Linked DNA regions of Sus scrofa: regions 1 and 3 are each linked to region 2. The links are chromatin contacts, called in public HiChIP or PLAC-seq maps. All regions are on one chromosome and are shown on one strand. Each heading gives the region's core, a stretch centred on a gene start, on an enhancer-like site or on the middle of the called end of the contact. The rest is flanking DNA. Distances are from core to core; before and after follow the strand shown. Region 1 has its middle 87 kb from the start of ZBTB38. Region 2 overlaps RASA2 (ras GTPase-activating protein 2). Region 3 has its middle 120 kb from the start of ZBTB38.

Region 1 (2,700 bases), core at 77-2,576, 200 kb after region 2:
TGTGGGGCCAGAACAAGCGCTGGTTTTAAGCAGTAAAATAAAAGGAAACAATAGAAAATTTCCAAGGGCATTACAAGTAAGACTTTTGTAATATTTGTGTAGGCTGGTCTCTCTGTTAAACACATTTCTTACTGTGGTTCAAGGTTTTTTAAAAGTTTAAAAAATGGTGTTAGGGATTTCCCATTGTGGCTCAATGGAAACGAACCTGACTAGTATCTATGAGGATGCAGGTTCAATCCCTGGCCTTGCTCAGTGAGTTACAGATCCGGCGTTGCTGTGAGCTGTGGTGTAGGTCGCAGATTTGGCTTGGATCCCACACTGCTGTGGCTGTGGTATAGGCCAGCAGCTACAGCTCCGATTCAACCCCTAGCCTGGAAACTTCCATTTGCTACACGTGTAGCCCTAAAAAGCAAAAAAAAAAAAAAAAAAGGTATCTCAGTTTCATTAAAGTATTAAAATATCTCATAAAAGCAGAAAGTAGCACACCTCATTTTAATGGGGATCAAAAGCATATGTTCCATTGGTAATAAAGGATTTGGGGACACTGAGGCCTTTTATTGTAACTTATAACACCTTGGTGGAGGAATAGCTTCTTTTAGCTGTGTGGACCTACATACACCGAGTTCCTCTCCCCACTCTCCCTGCCCACCATGCTACCTCTCAGCCATCACCTCCTCTCACATCCACGATATCTGCATATCCATACCCTGAACTTGCATGGGGGTTTCTATTTTTATATATTCCATCTCATTTGATTCTCAGAACTACCCCATGAAGTCCAAAGGTCAGATCCAAATCCAGGCTTGACCATTTAACTCAGTATGTAACCTTAAACAAGTAACTTAACTTCTTAGCCTGTCTTCTGAGCTCTATTATAACATGACCAGAAAGGTTAAGAGAATTAGCCAACATCACACAGCCTAGAAGTGGCAGGACCAGGAAGAGAACTAGATCTTTCACCTCTAGTCTGCCTTTTCCACAGACTCTCCTCATAGAGAGGCATAACCTCTTTTTAGTGATATGACAGACGTTGGATGTAACTGCCTACAAACAATGTTGAAAAAGCAAAGAACATTTTGCACTCTTCCACCATATCTAAAAGCAATGGCTTTTATGGCACAAAGCACAAGACAAATAGCCTTTCAAGCCTCGTGGTTAAGAGTTATCACTCTCAACATCAAAGGCTATTTATTGAGGGCTGGGGCATTGGGAATAGAGACAGCAAAGTCCGCCCGAGAAGGGGAAAACAAGTGTTCCCCACCCCCACCCCACCTCCGTTTTGTTCTCTGTATTGTAGAGTGCTCCCTCTAGTGGCTCTGAAGGAAAACAGCTTTTGTAAAGCCCATTTATAGACTCCATATTGATTCCGTCAGAGAATGTTGGTGTTTTAAGGTAGCTAGAGAGCAGGTGGTCACGGTCTCTCTTCATTGATGAGAAATTGAGGATTACAGCAGCAGGGTCCCAACCCAGGCGATTCTGCCCCCAGGGAACACTGGCAACGTCTGTAGACATTTTTAGCTATCATTTGGGGTGGTGGTTGTTTGGGGTGATGCTACTATCATGGATACATAGAAGCCAGGGATCTGCTAAACAGCCTACAGAAAACAAGACAGTGCTCTCAGCGAAGAATTATCCAGTCCCAAATGTTAATAACGCTGAGATGGCTTAGAGAAATAGTGTGAGCCTCCCAAGGACTTACATCTCCCCCCCCCAACCCCCCGCACTTTAATGAGATATAATTGACACATACACAAAGACTTGCAGCTTATTCACAGCTTATGACAGCTCAGGCTAAGTGCTTTCTTTCATTTAAAATGTTACTATTAGAATTTTGAAAAATTCTAAGGCAATATATGCTTATAATTAAAAGCAATAGAATAAAAGCCTTTTTTCATCACTCCTTTGCATAATTAATGTTAACATCCTTGGTGGGTTTATTAGGTAGGACTATATTAAAATGCCACTTTTAGGAGTTCCCGTCATGGCTCAGTGAAAACGAACCTTACTAGTATCCATGAGGATGCAGGTTCGATCCCTGGCCTTGCTCAGTGGGTTAAAGATCCGGTGTTGCTGTGAGCTGTGGTGTAAATCACAGATGCGGCTGGGATCTGATGTTGCTGTGGCTTTGGTGCAGGCCAGCAGCTGATTGGACCCCTAGCCTGGGAACCTCCATATGCCATGGGTGTAGCCATAAAAAAAGGAAAAAAAAAAAGCCAATTTTAGATCATTTTCCAATTACAAAAATGGTGATTTCCTATGGTAAGACTTAAGATGTTCATCTGCTTTTCCATGTGTTCACCAAGACAAGCCTCAATCCACCTACAGAGGATTCTTTTAACTTTGCTTGTTGTACCAAAATTGGATTATGCTACCGCTTGCATTTTTTAATTTAGTAAATTGTGACCCTCTCTTCAGATCAAAAGTAAGGATCTCCTATATGTTTCCAGAAGCTGGAGATGCTCGGTACTGGGGATCCAAGTAGCTTAGATGGCCTATAACAGGACATTAAGTGACACTGCATCATGTGGTGTGTGTCTATCACTCTGAGACTTGAGAGTTCACTCTTCTATAGAGAGCTTGGCTCAGGATTAGGAGTTTCTGTAGGCTGTGCTATCTAACTAGAGATGATTAACATCCTTTTGTTGTCTTCATATTTATTATTACAGATACTTTCTAGTGATAGCAAGTACTATTGGCTTT
Region 2 (2,700 bases), core at 124-2,623:
CTGAAAATATAATAGGTGGAAGTTAGATCATTTGTGGTTTTTTATGTTTTGTTTTTTTTCTCTTTGGGGCCACACCTGAGGCATATGGAAGTTCCCAGGCGTGGAATAGGAGCTGTAGCTGCCAGAGTATGCCACAGCCACAGCAATGGCAGATCTGAGCCGCATCTGCAACCTATGCCATGGCTTGCAGCAATGCCGGACCCTTAACCCATGGAGCTAATCCAATCAAACCTTCATCTTCATGGATACTAGTCAGGTTTTTAACCTGCTGAGCCACAATGGGAACTCCTGGTCATTTTGTTTTTAAAATAAATACACCTTGACTATTTCTGCAAAGAAATCAGAATTTGAAGATAATCTGGATTTAAAATTAGATGCATGTTCCTCTAAGTTTGTTTTTTTCCCTTGTAAGTTTCATTGATCAACTTGCTAAAAAGAATTCTGTTATGCTTGATTCACCTTTTTCAGTTAAATTTAGGATTTTCTTTTGGCACAGAAAAATTTAATTCTGTAAAACCCCAAAACACATACCTAATCTCCAGCTTTTCAATGTCCTCCTCTTCTACCTGGAACTGGGACTTTCTGGTATAACTACTGGATCTTGTTACCTATAAACAAAATATTTTAATATAAGAATTTTAAAATACCTTTTCACTACCTGAACTTTACAAAACTACCAGTCCTAAAAGGTTCAACAGCGTTTATTAAAAACAAAGGAAAATGCCTAAGTAATATTTTACTCAAAAGCTAAATACAAGAATAGCTATGGAAGTAGCAGAGAGGTAAGGTGGTGTAAAACTATCAAAATCAATCTTGCCTCCATACCCTTCCTTATCAGTTTGATACACAGCAACACTGGGTTCTCTGGCTTGCATGTAATCTGTCGGTGACTCAGAGTAAAAGCATTCTATTTCAGTGAAGACTTTCCCACATTTCTTAAGATGCCAATGCCACCCTCACACTTCCTTCTCACATTTTTACCGAAAGTATCAAGGCCACCGCAGGAACTTCCTCAACTACTGTCCACCTGAGCACGTCTGTTCTCACCTAGCCCTGTCGTTACTTGATGAGTTTTCTCATCCTCTTCTGAACAAGAGCATGAGATGATCCTCCTCTTTTCTAAGACTGCTCCACCCACACACAGGATGCAGTAAGCATACAGTAAGCATTCAATCTATTTTAATTACAGCTTTCTTTACCAGACTGTTCACCTCACTCGAGTCTGAGAAAAATTCTCCCCTTAAATTACGGTCTTCCTATCTCTTTCCTTTCACAGACAAATATCTCAAAACTGTTATCCATCCTTACAGCCTCCACTTCCTCACCACCCACTCACTACAGAAACTCCTTACAATCTGGCTTCCTCACACATCACCCTCCTAAAACCCTCTCTTAATCACCAAGTCTGATGATGAATTCTTAGTTCTCACCTTCCTTGACCCCTTTATCTGAATGAGTGACCATAGAGTCATACTCCCTTTTCCCCAAGATACCCTTTTCCTGCGTTTACAGAGGCACTATCCTGGCTACTTCCGCTCCCTTTGCTTCTTTCTCTGGTACCTCTTCTTCCTCGAAACTTAGAGATATGGGTGTTCTCCAGGTTTTATCTTTCATTTTGCTCTAAGAGCTGCACAGTGCTGTGCAGTTTACAAAGTGCTTTCACGTCCATTATCTCCTGTGTTCATCAGAACACTGCTCTGAAGCAGGCAGGGCTAGATTTATTACCCTCATCTTGAAAATGAGGAAGCTAAAGTACAGAAATTAAGAGACATACTCAAAGCTGAATACTTAATATGTGGCAAAACTGAGCTTCTTTACTTTTCTTCTTTATTATATACCTCTGCTCCCTGGCTTTTTCTTGACTCTCTGCAAGCAATTCTTGATTCTTTATCTATAACCATCACGCATCCTAGTTATGAACTTCCTATGGGAAGACTTTACATGTCAAACCTCAAGCTCATTATGCCCCAAACTGAACCACTTATGTTTTCCTTCTTAACTTTTCTATTTTTCCAGATTTGAAATCATGAGAACATTTGACTTCTTTTACCTTTTCTGCTATAACTGATTTGTTACCTTGCCATTTGCAGTTTCTTTCTCATTCGTTTCTTCCTATTTCCATATTATTCTCTTAGATCAGACCCCTGCCTCCCTCTTGCTTTTTCCTTTCTTTTTACCCCCCTTTTTACAGCCATACTTGTGGCATATGGACGTTCCCAGGCTAGGAGTCAAATTGGAGCTGCAGCTGCCGGCCTACACTACAGCCACAGCAACAATGGATCCCAGCTGAGTTTGCAACCTACCACAGCTCACGGCAACGTCAGATCCTTAACCCACCAAGTGAAGCCAGGGATCAAACCTGAGTCCTCATGGATACTAGTCAGGTTTGTTACCGCTGAACCAAGACAGGAACTCCGCTTTTTCCTTTTTTTAAAAAACACCTAAACTACAATATTCTCTTGATCTCTGTTCTCTCTCTCTCAGCCATCTAGCCCACAGACCATGGTTAATTCTTCCCAAAACACTGCATTACTCTTATTACCTCCCAGCTAAAAAACATTCAGTGGGTAACATGGCACGTCAGCTTGGCTTTCAAGGCCTTTCATTAGTTGGTCCTACTTTATCTTTTCAAGCTCAGTTCCATCACTCCTTTTTAGTCAAATCACTACTTGCTACTCTTTGGACATAACTGCTTTTCCG
Region 3 (2,700 bases), core at 122-2,621, 230 kb after region 2:
GTTAAAGGATCCAGCATTGCCATGAGCTGTGGTGTAGGTTGCTGATGTGGCTCAGATCCCATGTTGCTGTGACCGTGGCATAGGCTGACAGCTACAGCTCCAGTCTGACCCCTGGCCTGAGAACTTCCATATGCGGAGGGCGCAACCCTAAAAAAAGACAAAAACAAAAAATTAACATTATGTGAAATCTCCATACAGAAGAGACACAAGGCTACTGAGCTCTGGGTTTCTTCTCTCTGCACCCCTCCTCCACTAGCAACCACAGGCTCCCCTAAAACCCCAGGGCCCTGGGAACAAACATTAGGTGCATTGTTCAGGGCGGCAGCTTGTTTCATCCTTATCTCAGGCAAACATCAAGCAGCACCCATTACATATAACAGACATACTACAGCCTGCCCCAAGCTCTGGAAGCGCTCTGGAAACTCACCAAAGTGAAAGACACATCCCCAAAACAAAGGAGAGGCAGGGCAGATAAGATGCCAGCAGCCGTCAACCAGAGCCCTGCCCAGTACAATGTGTCACAAGTACACTTAGGGCCCAGAGAAGGGAGGAGAGGCCGGCTAGAAATTGCAGGGCTTCCTCAGGGTTTCTGTAGATTTGCATATGAAGACAGAGTAAAATCTGAGGAGTGGGAGTGGTGAGTGCATCCAGATAGGAGGAGAAGCACCAGCAAGGGTGGAAATGTCTGTCCTGTGTCCAGGGGATGGTTAGCTGATGAATCTGGTTGGAGAACAGGGCATTTGGAATGGGAAAATGGAAGGAGTCAGAATTTGAATGAAAGGCTAGGAAAATTCAACTCATTTCCGAGACCATCAAGAGCTCTGAAAGAATCAACTTAGGAGAAAAAAAAAAAAAAAAAAAACATTAGGAAAAAGAAAAACAAGATAAGAGCAAAAACCAGACGTCAAGCTGTTCACATGTCTTCAGGAAAAGAGAAGGGTCAGCAGAGGGAAACTTTGATGACACATTTTCCACTGCTGACCCTCCCCCTAAAAGGGACACATGCCTTGTGACCAACAAAGACAAAATGCATTATCTCCACTTAATCATCACACATCAAGCAGCGAGGTGACTCATGTAAAGTCACCCAGCTAAGGACTCCAGGGGTCTTGGCTCACAGGTCTTCTCAGAAGATTCCTCTCCAGCAAGGACACATGATCTCCAGACTCTTGTGCAGGGGCTGGTGAGAACAGTCTCCCACTAGCTCTTGTGCTTCTCAGACCTTCCTCTTTCTGCCCAAATCCAGGAATGGGGAACACCCCAACTCCCTCCGAGCCCAGCCTCGGCTTACAGCTCCAGCTTATGACACACAGCCAGAGGAATTCAGAGAAGAATGGCCTTCTGTTGAAACCTCTCCAAGATCATCACAGTGAAACACCCACACAGGACATGCACACACAGGCATGAGCAATAGTGATGAATGGGTCCTGGAAGGGTGAGGGCTGCACTCCATCTGCCCTGATGCTACTTAACTTCCCTGGGGATGATGGTTTAAGATGTTCCCTCACCAGACATAGTTTGGCCGTAACATTTGGGCTGGCCACCTCTCTCTGCCTCCGTGTCCCTTACATAATCAAGAATCCAGAGACAGGGGGAGGATGGGCGAGAAATGAGGTATAGAGTCTGAGTATCTTGCACAAGGTCATCAGACAAGGGGCTACATTGGCTCCCCTCTCATCCTGCTCCTCGAGTTCCAGAGGCTAGGTTCTGTCCAACAGAATGGACCAGAATGACATCATCAGAAAAGGGGACAAAGAGGAAGGCAGACAGCACTGCACATCCCTAATCAGGTGGAGGAAGGCTTTCCCGGAGGAGACTGTGCTGGACTTCCCAGCACCTCTGCTGAATTCCCAGGAGTCTGTTCCTGACACACTGGGGGCTGAGGGGAGGGCACCTTACAGTCAGGAGAGCGTGTCAACCGCAGTTCAGCCAGTGACTCAGCACTGGTGGGAAGGTCAGACCTCCCTGAGGGCACCGGCCTGCAGTCAACACTGGGCTTATCCACTTCCCAACATCCGCCCTCACATGTGAGGAGTAAACTCCTCCCGGTGACTGTGCTGCTTCTCTTCCGTAATACGCATGCCATCTCCCTTTCACTGGTTCTCTAATCCAACTAGTTTTCTAAATTTACAATAGTGTGCACCTGAATAAAAAAAAAATCTCAGTACCAAAGGCTGTTCAATAAAAATAAGCAATAGAGGTTTAAGGATAAATTTCTAGTTCTTGACAGACACACTAGTGTAGGGCAGCTTCACACACTTCCCATTTTTGCAAGAAACTAACCCGATTTGTGTGTCCTTCCGCTTTCGCGCTCCTTCACCCCAGCCCTAAGCTCTGGCCCCGGGACTGCCTGATCACATGGCAACAAAGTTCATAATGCCTTTGTTCTGTTCTAGAAATAGAATTGATTGTGCTTCATCTAAAGCTTGATTCTTAGAATTGAAAACAAACCACCAGCGCTTACGATATTTTGGTTGTGTACAAATTGTTCCCTCCAGAGGAAAGTGGACACCCTCAGAGAAGGACATGCAGACATACCACTAAACTTGCGCTGCTCCAAGGAAAATAAAATTAACGAAGTTGGGAGGACTGGGGAGGGGATGGAGTGGAGGGAGCATTCAAGTTATTTTTCCTCAGCATGGTGAAGGCATGTTTCTAACTCCTATCCTTGAGTTGGCACGAAGAATGGAAGGAACAACA

What was found. HiChIP or PLAC-seq counts read pairs in DNA pulled down with a chosen protein or histone mark.
Region 1: a contact with region 2 is called in an H3K27ac HiChIP or PLAC-seq map of alveolar macrophages. The contact joins two enhancer-like sites. A contact is called at or near these places in 11 of 47 Hi-C or Micro-C datasets (brain, embryonic fibroblasts, heart right ventricle and 7 more) and 1 of 2 datasets of contacts at active chromatin or transcription factors (alveolar macrophages).
Region 3: a contact with region 2 is called in an H3K27ac HiChIP or PLAC-seq map of alveolar macrophages. The contact joins two enhancer-like sites. A contact is called at or near these places in 1 of 47 Hi-C or Micro-C datasets (liver) and 1 of 2 datasets of contacts at active chromatin or transcription factors (alveolar macrophages).

What each region holds. Positions count from the first base shown.
Region 1 is chr13:82,100,492-82,103,191 of Sscrofa11.1, reverse strand. It overlaps a transcript of ZBTB38 not described here. Among named protein-coding and RNA genes, the nearest start is that of ZBTB38, 87 kb to the left of the region's middle. Within about 2 kb of position 1,326, at least 23 of the 83 cell types and tissues checked have an H3K27ac peak or open chromatin away from gene starts, as enhancers often do. A contact at or near this core is called in alveolar macrophages, where this site is marked.
Region 2 is chr13:82,302,319-82,305,018 of Sscrofa11.1, reverse strand. RASA2 (ras GTPase-activating protein 2) reads right to left here. Exons shown (of 24, transcript XM_021069545.1): 8 at 532-608. Among named protein-coding and RNA genes, the nearest start is that of RASA2, 74 kb to the right of the region's middle. Within about 2 kb of position 1,373, at least 3 of the 83 cell types and tissues checked have an H3K27ac peak or open chromatin away from gene starts, as enhancers often do. A contact at or near this core is called in alveolar macrophages, where this site is marked.
Region 3 is chr13:82,069,417-82,072,116 of Sscrofa11.1, reverse strand. It overlaps a transcript of ZBTB38 not described here. Among named protein-coding and RNA genes, the nearest start is that of ZBTB38, 120 kb to the left of the region's middle. Within about 2 kb of position 1,371, at least 44 of the 83 cell types and tissues checked have an H3K27ac peak or open chromatin away from gene starts, as enhancers often do. A contact at or near this core is called in alveolar macrophages, where this site is marked.